3 separate regions of the Mus musculus genome follow, and regions 1 and 2 are each linked to region 3. A link is a contact called in public Hi-C and HiChIP or PLAC-seq data. All regions are on one chromosome and are shown on one strand. The core of a region is the stretch at or near the end of the contact, and the rest is flanking DNA. Distances in the headings are between cores, read along the strand shown.

Region 1 (2,700 bases), core at 132-2,631, 56 kb before region 3:
GGAGAGAACCAATCCTACAAGGTGTCCTTTGACGTCTACATGCATTCACACATACGTATACACAAACATATCAATATCATATAGAAAAAAAAATCCTCAAATAGGCAGTGGTCATATATATATATACCTTTAATCCCTGAACTCAGGAAACAGAGAAAGGCAGATTTCTGAGTTTGAGGCCAACCTGGTCTACATAGTGAGTTCCAGGACAACCAGGGCTACACGGAGAAACTGTTTCAAAACACCCAAAAGAAAAAAAGGGGGTGGGGCAACAAAACAAAACAAATCTCCACTAGGATGCTCTAGATAAGCTTTTGAGAAGTCCTACATTCTATTGGAATCACTTCTAAATCTGAAGAGCCTGACTCTACAGTCAACTCTTCTCTAGTTCAACTGCATCAGATAGCACTAATATTATCTGTAAAGTATACCAAATCCAGAATGTGCTGCAAGGTAATATAATCTACACTTAAAATAACTTACCATAAAGAAGCCTTAAAGTTTTCAGATGTATAAAAGAAATGAGTGGTTTTATTATTAATAATGCTACATTAAGTTTGTTATTAGGAGTATCTTCAAAATCAAGCACTACTTTAAAACAAAAATAAAAAATACATTCCTAGAGAAATACAATTCTTGAGAAGCAGTCTTCATCAGGTTATTATAACCCAATGGTTCCAGAGGACCAGGGTTTAAATCCCAGAACCTATATGGCAGTTAAATCTGTAACTCTAGTTCCATAGAATCTGATGCCTCTACTGACTTTCGTTGGCACCAAATGCACACAGTGCAGACACACACACACACACACACACACACAAAATACCACATACTTTAAAAAAGACTTCAAAACCAGCCTAGGTTATATGAGATCCCAAGCAGGTGGTAGGCGGTCTCCCTGTTTTGTCCTTTTCAACAACTGGGCTCAAATATCACTCTGCTCCAGCCTTCCAAGGAACTATAACTATAGACGCATGCCACTGTGCCTCAGGCTCAGTCAATCCTTGCACCCACCCTACAGGTCTCACTACAGAGCCCAGGGTGGTCTCAAATTCACCACCTCCTGCCCACCCCAGGCTCCTAGTGCTGAGATTACTTGAGCAGTCCCTGACTTAAGATGAGATATGTCTATTTTTCTCCTTATTAGATTTGCAGTGAAATGACATTCAGGACCTTATCTGTCCTTTTTGCAGTCAAATCTCCAGCACATCTAAATTTTCTTTGCACAATACAAGGTATTTCAGAATTAATTTAAAAAGCAGAGAAAGAGGACAAATAACAGTTTCCTTGGTCTCCTACCTCAGTTTTAGGCTTGATGCCTCTACAGACATTAACAAGGTACAAAATCTGAAAGCTATTTCTGTAAAATCTACTACCCACAAGTATTCACTCCTCCTCTTCCCTCATTAAGCTAGGATCAGGGCTACCATGCTCTCTTCTCTCTGCATGCTCCTCTTCTCTCAGAAGCTGGGTGGTAATAAAGAAACCACAGCCGGGAAAGGGGACACAGGAAAGTCAGTCCTCCATGTGAATCCTAAACCACAGACAGTCCCTACTTAAACTATCTCAAAGCAAGGGTGGAAGTGCACACCTACAATCCTGGTACTCAAGAGACTGAGGCTGGAGGATTGACAGTTCTAGGCCAGCCTGAACTATAGCACAGCACTGCTTCAAACACATAAAAATATTTCATCTTTACAAAGAGGAAGGTCAAAACACACTCAAAAGAAACAGTCCTTAAATCTTTTTCCTAATAGCACCCTGCAGTTCTGTTTCCTGAGCTAGGGTGTGGCCACAGCTCGTAGGCAGCCACACACTCACTAAGGAAAACAGTACTCCAGTGTTTTGTGCTGGGCTGCTACACAGCTCAGACTTGTTCAATGCATTCTGGACATGACCACTTCCCGCCTGGAGCAGACACCATACTCAAAGCAGTGGTTCTCAACCTGCCTAATGCTGCAACTTTAATATAGGTCCTCATGTTGTTGTGACCTCAACCTAGCCTGATTATCAACTCCTAAGAAAAGGTCTCCCCCACCCCCCACTCCTCCACCCATGGTTAGGGATCACTGCTTTATGTCAACAACCTCTGCAGCAGATATACTTACTTCGAGGACAGTAGTCATCATCAGGTAAATTGCTGTGGTCTTTGCGGTGATGCTTAAACCGGTAGTCAATGCTATTATGGACCCAGCCCTTTTCAATGAATAATCCTGGGACTTCGTTTGAGAAGAGCCAGTATCTACAAAGCACAACAAGGATTAATTAGTAACACCCATGATAAGTGCAACAGTGGACAGAGAGACGGCTGGATCACTTTACTGCTAACAAGCAGGAGTAGCACTGGTCACAGCTGACAGTGCCTTCCTCACAATTTGACATAGAAGAGTTGTAAGGAAAGACAGGGTAACAAAGATGCCTTGACATCTGGAATTCATCTAATGTCTGTGTCACTTCTGTAATGTCTATTCTGTCTCATTAGGTTCCACACAAGGAATGAATTTAAAATACCTTACCTAAAAAACAAAAAAATTATTTTAAGTCTGTCATGTTTTGCCTTCATGTATACATGCATGACTGAGTTCAGAGAGGTTTTCAGAATCCTGGAACTAGAGTTACAAATGGTTTTAGTCCCCATGTGGGTGCTTAGACCCAATTCCAAGAACAGTAAATGCAAGAACAGTAAGTGGTCTTAAATCA
Region 2 (2,700 bases), core at 8-2,507, 40 kb after region 3:
CATGCACACATTCCTGGCCCTTCCAATCTGGCTTGCCCTTTCCCTAGCCTGTCATTCACTAAGACTCAGAATACTAGGCAGGTACAGATGGTGTACACCTTTAGTGGCTGCACTCAGGAGGCAAAGACAGGTTGATCTCTATGAATCCAAGGCCATTCAGGGCCCTGAGACCATGTATCAAAAACAAAACAGAACTAAAAGCTTTCTTCTGGATTGTGCCCTGTTCTGTGCGTCTTCTGCCATCTGCCCCCACCCCCCACCCCCATTCAGTTCGTGTAATTCTGTTTTGTAGGGTTTTCTTTCTCTGCTGCCTAGGTTCTCTGGGGCCCTCTGCCTGGTTGGCCCAGTAAATGTCTTTTTACCTCCTGGCCCCAGGCAGAGGCCGAGCTAGCTCTCACATGCTCTGGCCAGACTTGCAGAGCAGGATAAGCTCACCTGTAGGCGTGTATTCCCTGAGTGAGGGGTCATCCCTGAGGAGGAGGAAGACGAGGCTGGAGATGGCATCTCTGGGGCCAGGATCCCACTGCTGAAGAGGGAGTCAGCCATGGGGCCAAAGCTGGGGGACTCTATGTAGTTTGAAGATGTGGGTGTCTGAGGGGGGCGGTAATTGGTGAAGAAATCTGTAATTGGGACACAGAGGACAGCAAATGATATTAAGAACTCAGAAGAGGCCATAGACACAGTTCCCACACTGGAGAGGTTGGATAGGGACCAGGAGAGGTGGAAGGCTTCTACAAGAGACTGTGAAATAGTTCCTGAACACTCAGGGGAAGCTGAGGTAGAGATAGATAGGATTGCCCTGGGGAAGATGGTGGGGTCTAGGAGTATGTGAGAGCCCCAGGAAGCTGCTCACCCATGGAGTCCCAATGCTAGATCACTTCCCCTCCCTGTGTCTGCTCCCCCTTCTAGCACTGTTGGCATTCTTGAAAGAAGGGGTCACAGAGAGGCCCTGTGAAGGAAAAAGGTGGGGTACAGGGGAGTTGCCCCAATATGTCAGGGATGAATCAAGGGTGAACAGGTTCATGAGGTCAGTAGGTCAGGGAGAGGTTAGACTTGCTGAGAGATCAGGAAACTGAAGCTGTATGGAATAAAGTCCTGGCTGACATTTGGGGGACACAGGATGGGCTCAGAGTTGGGGTGTAAGTGGCAGGGAGCCAGGGACCCTGAAAAGTTTATGGAGAGGCGGGTGAGGCAGCCAGATTGTTTAGGGGTGTGAGTTGTGTAAGTTCTGGGCTATTCTGGTTTTGGGAAGCAAGCTGCTCATGGCCTAACCACATCCCGGGCTGGGGCGACACCCGCCTACCCTCTCCCTTCCGGGCACCTTTCTCTGACCCTGGCCAGCCTGTATTCTGTGCCCAAGGCTTCCTGGGCCAGTCAGAGCAGACCCCAACATGGTAGCTTCTCGCAGGGTTTGGTGGGCTGCAGCTACCCCCTCCAGAATCCCCAGCCAGGAGAGCTGCTCAGACTTTTCTGACATACATCACCTCTCAACACCAAGTTAGTTAGGGAAGGTCACAGGATCACGGTGCGTATGCCTGTGTGGTGTGTATATTTATGTATATACATATGTTGAGAGTGTATATGGGAGTGCATCAGGTGTATATATGTATGTGCATGTGTATATCCATGTGTGTGTACATATGTTAAAATGTGCATATATGTGTATACAATGTATATGATTACATGTGTATATACATATATGTATACATGTAGGCCTCTGAACATGTGGGTGAGCATATGTAGGGTATATGTATGTATGTTGTCATGTGTGTCCATGTGTGAACGCATATGTGTGTGACCATGTGTGTGTGCGTGTGCATAAAGTGTTTGTGTGCAGTGATGCTTGTGTATGAATATATGTGTTATGCGTGGCATGTGTGAATATATGTGAGTGTATGTGTGTGTGTGTATTCGTGTGGGTGTTTGTCTTAGGTGGTTCTACCTGGCCAGAAGACAGGCTCTGAGTACCAGTATACAGTGACAAGAAGCTGTCTGCCTCTTTGGTTGTCTGTCCCTCAGATATGACTGAACGAACCCGGCATGCCCACATCTCTCCCAGTATCGGACACTGTCCTGTGTCCCCACATTTTACAAAGGAATATGGGGAAGGACCAGAAAGGGGTCACCAGAGTTCCATTGCTCTCTGCCTTGTCAGTAAGTCATTTGGAGCCCGGGATTAGAGCATAGATTGGCCTCTGGCAAACCAGCCCATCATATCAGAGCCTCAGACTGCTCCTGTACTGTGAGCTGTCCACACCTGTTCCCAGCAGCCTCCAGAGATTCCCTCCCTCTCCCAGTCTCCCATCAAACCCCAGTCCTTCCCTGACCTGGTCCTCACACTGGTCAGCCACAATCTCTGCCCCTGAACCTGCCCTCCCCCAACCTCCTGCCTCTGTGGAATTTGGTGCCTTCCACAGGGTTTCCAGAAAGACGAGAGTGGAAACCCTCATGGCTCAAGGTTCTCCCGTAGCATGGCCAGCTTGAGAGGGTCACTGTAACCACCTGTTCTGGGAGAGCCAGGCTTGCCCCCAATCAGCGGCCACCTAGGATTGATTGGCAAGTTACTGCAAACTTCAACCAACCACATTTTGCCCAGAGCATGGGTGGGCACAGCTGAGCTCCTACCTGTGGTAGGGGTCTGTGGGCCAAGAGTGAGCGGCTCTCCTGGGGGACAAGTCTGCTTCCCGGGCACTGCCATCA
Region 3 (2,700 bases), core at 20-2,519:
CCCATGGGACTGGAGAAGAGCTGTTAGGGGCCATGTGGTGGAAGAGCAGCCAGGTGCTTTTGACCATTGAGCCATTTTTCTAGCCTACATACTTTTCCTTACCAATAAAAAACAAAAGGGGGTAGAGACTTGAGAATTACATAGGAACAGAGGAATGCCATAAGATGCAGACATTTTCCAACACTTGGGAAACACAGACAGGTGGGTCTTTGAGAGTTCAAGGCCACCCTGGCCTACAAAGAGAGTTCCAGGACAGCCAAAGGATTGGGGACACTGATTCAAAAACAAACAAACCACTCTCGCGGCCTCTTAGCTACTGGGTAAACTGAGGCAGAAGAATCACTGCCAGCCTAAAGCCAGCCTGCGGTCCTCAGGGAGCTCCGGTCAAAAAACAGTAAGGAAATTACAAATCGTTAAGTGAAGTGAATGGCTCAGAGGCTTGGTTCAGAACAATTTAAAGCAATAAAATCCTGACCTAAATTGTTCGCTAATTGTTCTGGGTTTGCAATAAACATTTGCAGGGTCAGGGTACCTTGGTCGCCAAGAGCAAACCTATGGCGAGTGGGCTGGCTAAGGATCCAAGATATCAGGAATTTCTGTTCCAAAAGTGCCATGTTTACAAACTTCCGCTTAATTTCGACCACTTATATCGTATAATAGTCGGCAACAACGGACATCACCGGACACTTGTGCTGCGCAGGAGCGGAAACCGAACCCGGAGCCGCCAAGCAGCATTTCCGCGAGGTCTCCACCGGAAGTGCAACTGTGCAGCGCCAGGCCCCGCCCCAGGCAGAGCGGCCGGAAGCGGCTAATGACAGCTATGGGAGGGGCCATGAGCCGACCGTCTTTCTGATTGGCTACAGGGAACGCGGACTCTGAATTCACGCCGATACCGGCGCGCCCTCCTTTCGCTTTTTGGCTCCGGCCCCCTCCCCCCAGGGCCGGCCTCTTGGTTCCCATCCTGCCTGTTCCTGTATGGCGAGCCTCCGCGCCGGCTTTCCCGCAACCCCACGTCAGCAACCCCTCCGCTCCCGCCCCTCACCATTTCCGCACTTTCTCGATGGCCGCCATCACCTTCTTGATGTCATCTTTAGCCCGGCTACGGGTCTCGGCCCGGACCGAACGGCCGGACATGGCGGCGGCGGGGAGTGGCTGGGGGCCGGGACAGTGCTCCCAAGACGCGGGATATCACGCGCCTCACGCGTCGCCGTCCACCCGCTGCCACCGCAGCACGTCACCGCGGCCGTCGCCCCCCCTCCGTGCGCGCGTGCGCGAGGGAGCGCGCGCACCCGCCCGCCCCTTGGGCCCTCAAGGCCTCAGCGCGCTTGCGCACCCGCCCGGGGGCGTCCCTGCTGTGCGCCTCCAGAGACCCTTTGCCCTCTTGCTGCCAGGCTGAGCCCATCGTCGTCCGCACGTGGTGTGGGCCAGGCGAGGCTGCGAGGGTGGTGGTGGGATGAGGTTTCCAAGTCACCACTTTCCCTACCTGCTGCTTCAATGCATGCCCGGGAATTTTCAATACTGTAGACCAGGCCAACCTCGAATTCACAACCACCTGATTCTGCCTCTCCGGTGCTCTGTGCCATGGCATTTGACCGGAAAATTTTATTTCATTTTGCTTTTCCGAGACAGGGTTTCCTTCTCTGTGTAGCCCTGGCTGTCCTGCAACTCACTCTATAGACCAGGCTGGCCTTGAACTCAGAGATCTACCAGCCTCTGCCTCCCAAGTGCTGGGGTCAAAGGGGTTGGAATTTTCTTTTTTTCTTTTCTTTTTCTTTCTTTCTTTCTTTTTTTTTTTTTTCTTTACATGTATATGGCACAGAGGACAATTTGTAGAAGTTGGTTTTCACTAGTGAGTTTTAGGCTGTTATCAAGTCCTTTAATCCCCCATGACCCCTGACCCTTCAAGGAATTATTTATGCGCTGCATGTTCACCTAAAAGGAGATCTGTGTCATCATTGTCTAAATAGCTGTGTTCCGGAGTCATTATCACACCTTCCTTCATTTTGACTTCTGGTCTTCGAATTCTCAGCTACCCACCTGGAAATTTCTTCTGATTGAATCAACTACTTTTCCAACATCCAGGTCACACTGCGGCTCTTCCTGAGTATTTTGCACCTGGCTCATACTTTTAGCATTCCACTTCACTGTCAGGGAATTCAGTTCTGGATAAAACATTGCCTGTGTTCTGTGCATTGGACCAAGTACTGAGGACATAAATATTTCTCTTTTGAAAGAACTTCTGGACCAGGGACTGTGATGAACACATTTATCCCAGCACTCTGGCGGAAGAGGCAGGTGGATTTCTGAGTTCAAGGCCAGCCTGGTCTACAGAGTGAATTCCAGGACAACCAGGGATATGCAGAGGTTTTCTCTGGGGGGTTGAGGAAGGACAAAAAGAGAAAAGAAAGAGGGGAGTGAAAAGCAGTGATAACAGACCCAATAGAAGGAGGAGGTGACCCACAGCTGACGTTGCATGCCCAGAGGGACTTGTTTGAATCAACTTTGAGGTTTACTTGCAGTTCCAGGAAAACCAAGAGTTCAAGGTCATCCTTGACTGCGTTTAAAGTTTGAGGCCAGTTTAAGGCTGCATGAGACCCCGTCAAAGAAGAGGGAGAGGAGTGTGTCTCCCAGTGACTGTGTAACTTATCCTGAACTTGGCGAAGCTTCTGATTCATGACTCTCAGCCTTCCAGCTGAACAT

Evidence for each region. Hi-C and Micro-C count contacts between places; a contact is called where the count stands out from the background. HiChIP or PLAC-seq counts read pairs in DNA pulled down with a chosen protein or histone mark.
Region 1: an H3K27ac HiChIP or PLAC-seq map of embryonic stem cells shows a contact between it and region 3, with 7 read pairs. The contact joins the enhancer-like site here to the promoter of Bcl7b in region 3. A contact is called at or near these places in 3 of 39 promoter capture datasets (cranial neural crest, frontonasal cranial neural crest and macrophages), 1 of 15 datasets of contacts at CTCF or cohesin (CD8 T cells), 3 of 484 Hi-C or Micro-C datasets (LSK cells, germline stem cells and pancreatic cancer cells), 7 of 115 datasets of contacts at active chromatin or transcription factors (the HPC-7 cell line, the SCID.adh cell line, bone marrow-derived macrophages and 1 more) and 3 of 9 other capture datasets (adipose tissue, liver and pancreatic islet).
Region 2: a contact with region 3 is called in a Hi-C map of bone marrow-derived macrophages, with 60 read pairs. The contact joins the enhancer-like site here to the promoter of Bcl7b in region 3. A contact is called at or near these places in 3 of 39 promoter capture datasets (liver, macrophages and trophoblast stem cells), 5 of 484 Hi-C or Micro-C datasets (bone marrow-derived macrophages, liver, myeloid progenitors and 1 more), 6 of 115 datasets of contacts at active chromatin or transcription factors (effector CD8 T cells, embryonic stem cells, intestinal villus epithelium and 2 more) and 4 of 9 other capture datasets (adipose tissue, embryonic stem cells, liver and 1 more).

The regions. Positions count from the first base shown.
Region 1 is chr5:135,222,627-135,225,326 of GRCm38.p6, reverse strand. It overlaps Baz1b (bromodomain adjacent to zinc finger domain, 1B), which reads right to left. Exons shown (of 19, transcript NM_011714.2): 9 at 2,109-2,242. Among named protein-coding and RNA genes, the nearest start is that of Fzd9, 27 kb to the left of the region's middle. Within about 2 kb of position 1,381, at least 9 of the 459 cell types and tissues checked have an H3K27ac peak or open chromatin away from gene starts, as enhancers often do. A contact at or near this core is called in embryonic stem cells, where this site is marked.
Region 2 is chr5:135,126,433-135,129,132 of GRCm38.p6, reverse strand. Mlxipl (MLX interacting protein-like) reads right to left here. Exons shown (of 17, transcript NM_021455.5): 8 at 436-620. Among named protein-coding and RNA genes, the nearest start is that of Mlxipl, 21 kb to the right of the region's middle. Within about 2 kb of position 1,257, at least 11 of the 459 cell types and tissues checked have an H3K27ac peak or open chromatin away from gene starts, as enhancers often do. A contact at or near this core is called in bone marrow-derived macrophages, where this site is marked.
Region 3 is chr5:135,166,941-135,169,640 of GRCm38.p6, reverse strand. It overlaps Bcl7b (B cell CLL/lymphoma 7B), which reads right to left and starts at 1,269. Exons shown (of 6, transcript NM_009745.2): 1 at 1,043-1,269. The coding sequence starts at 1,134.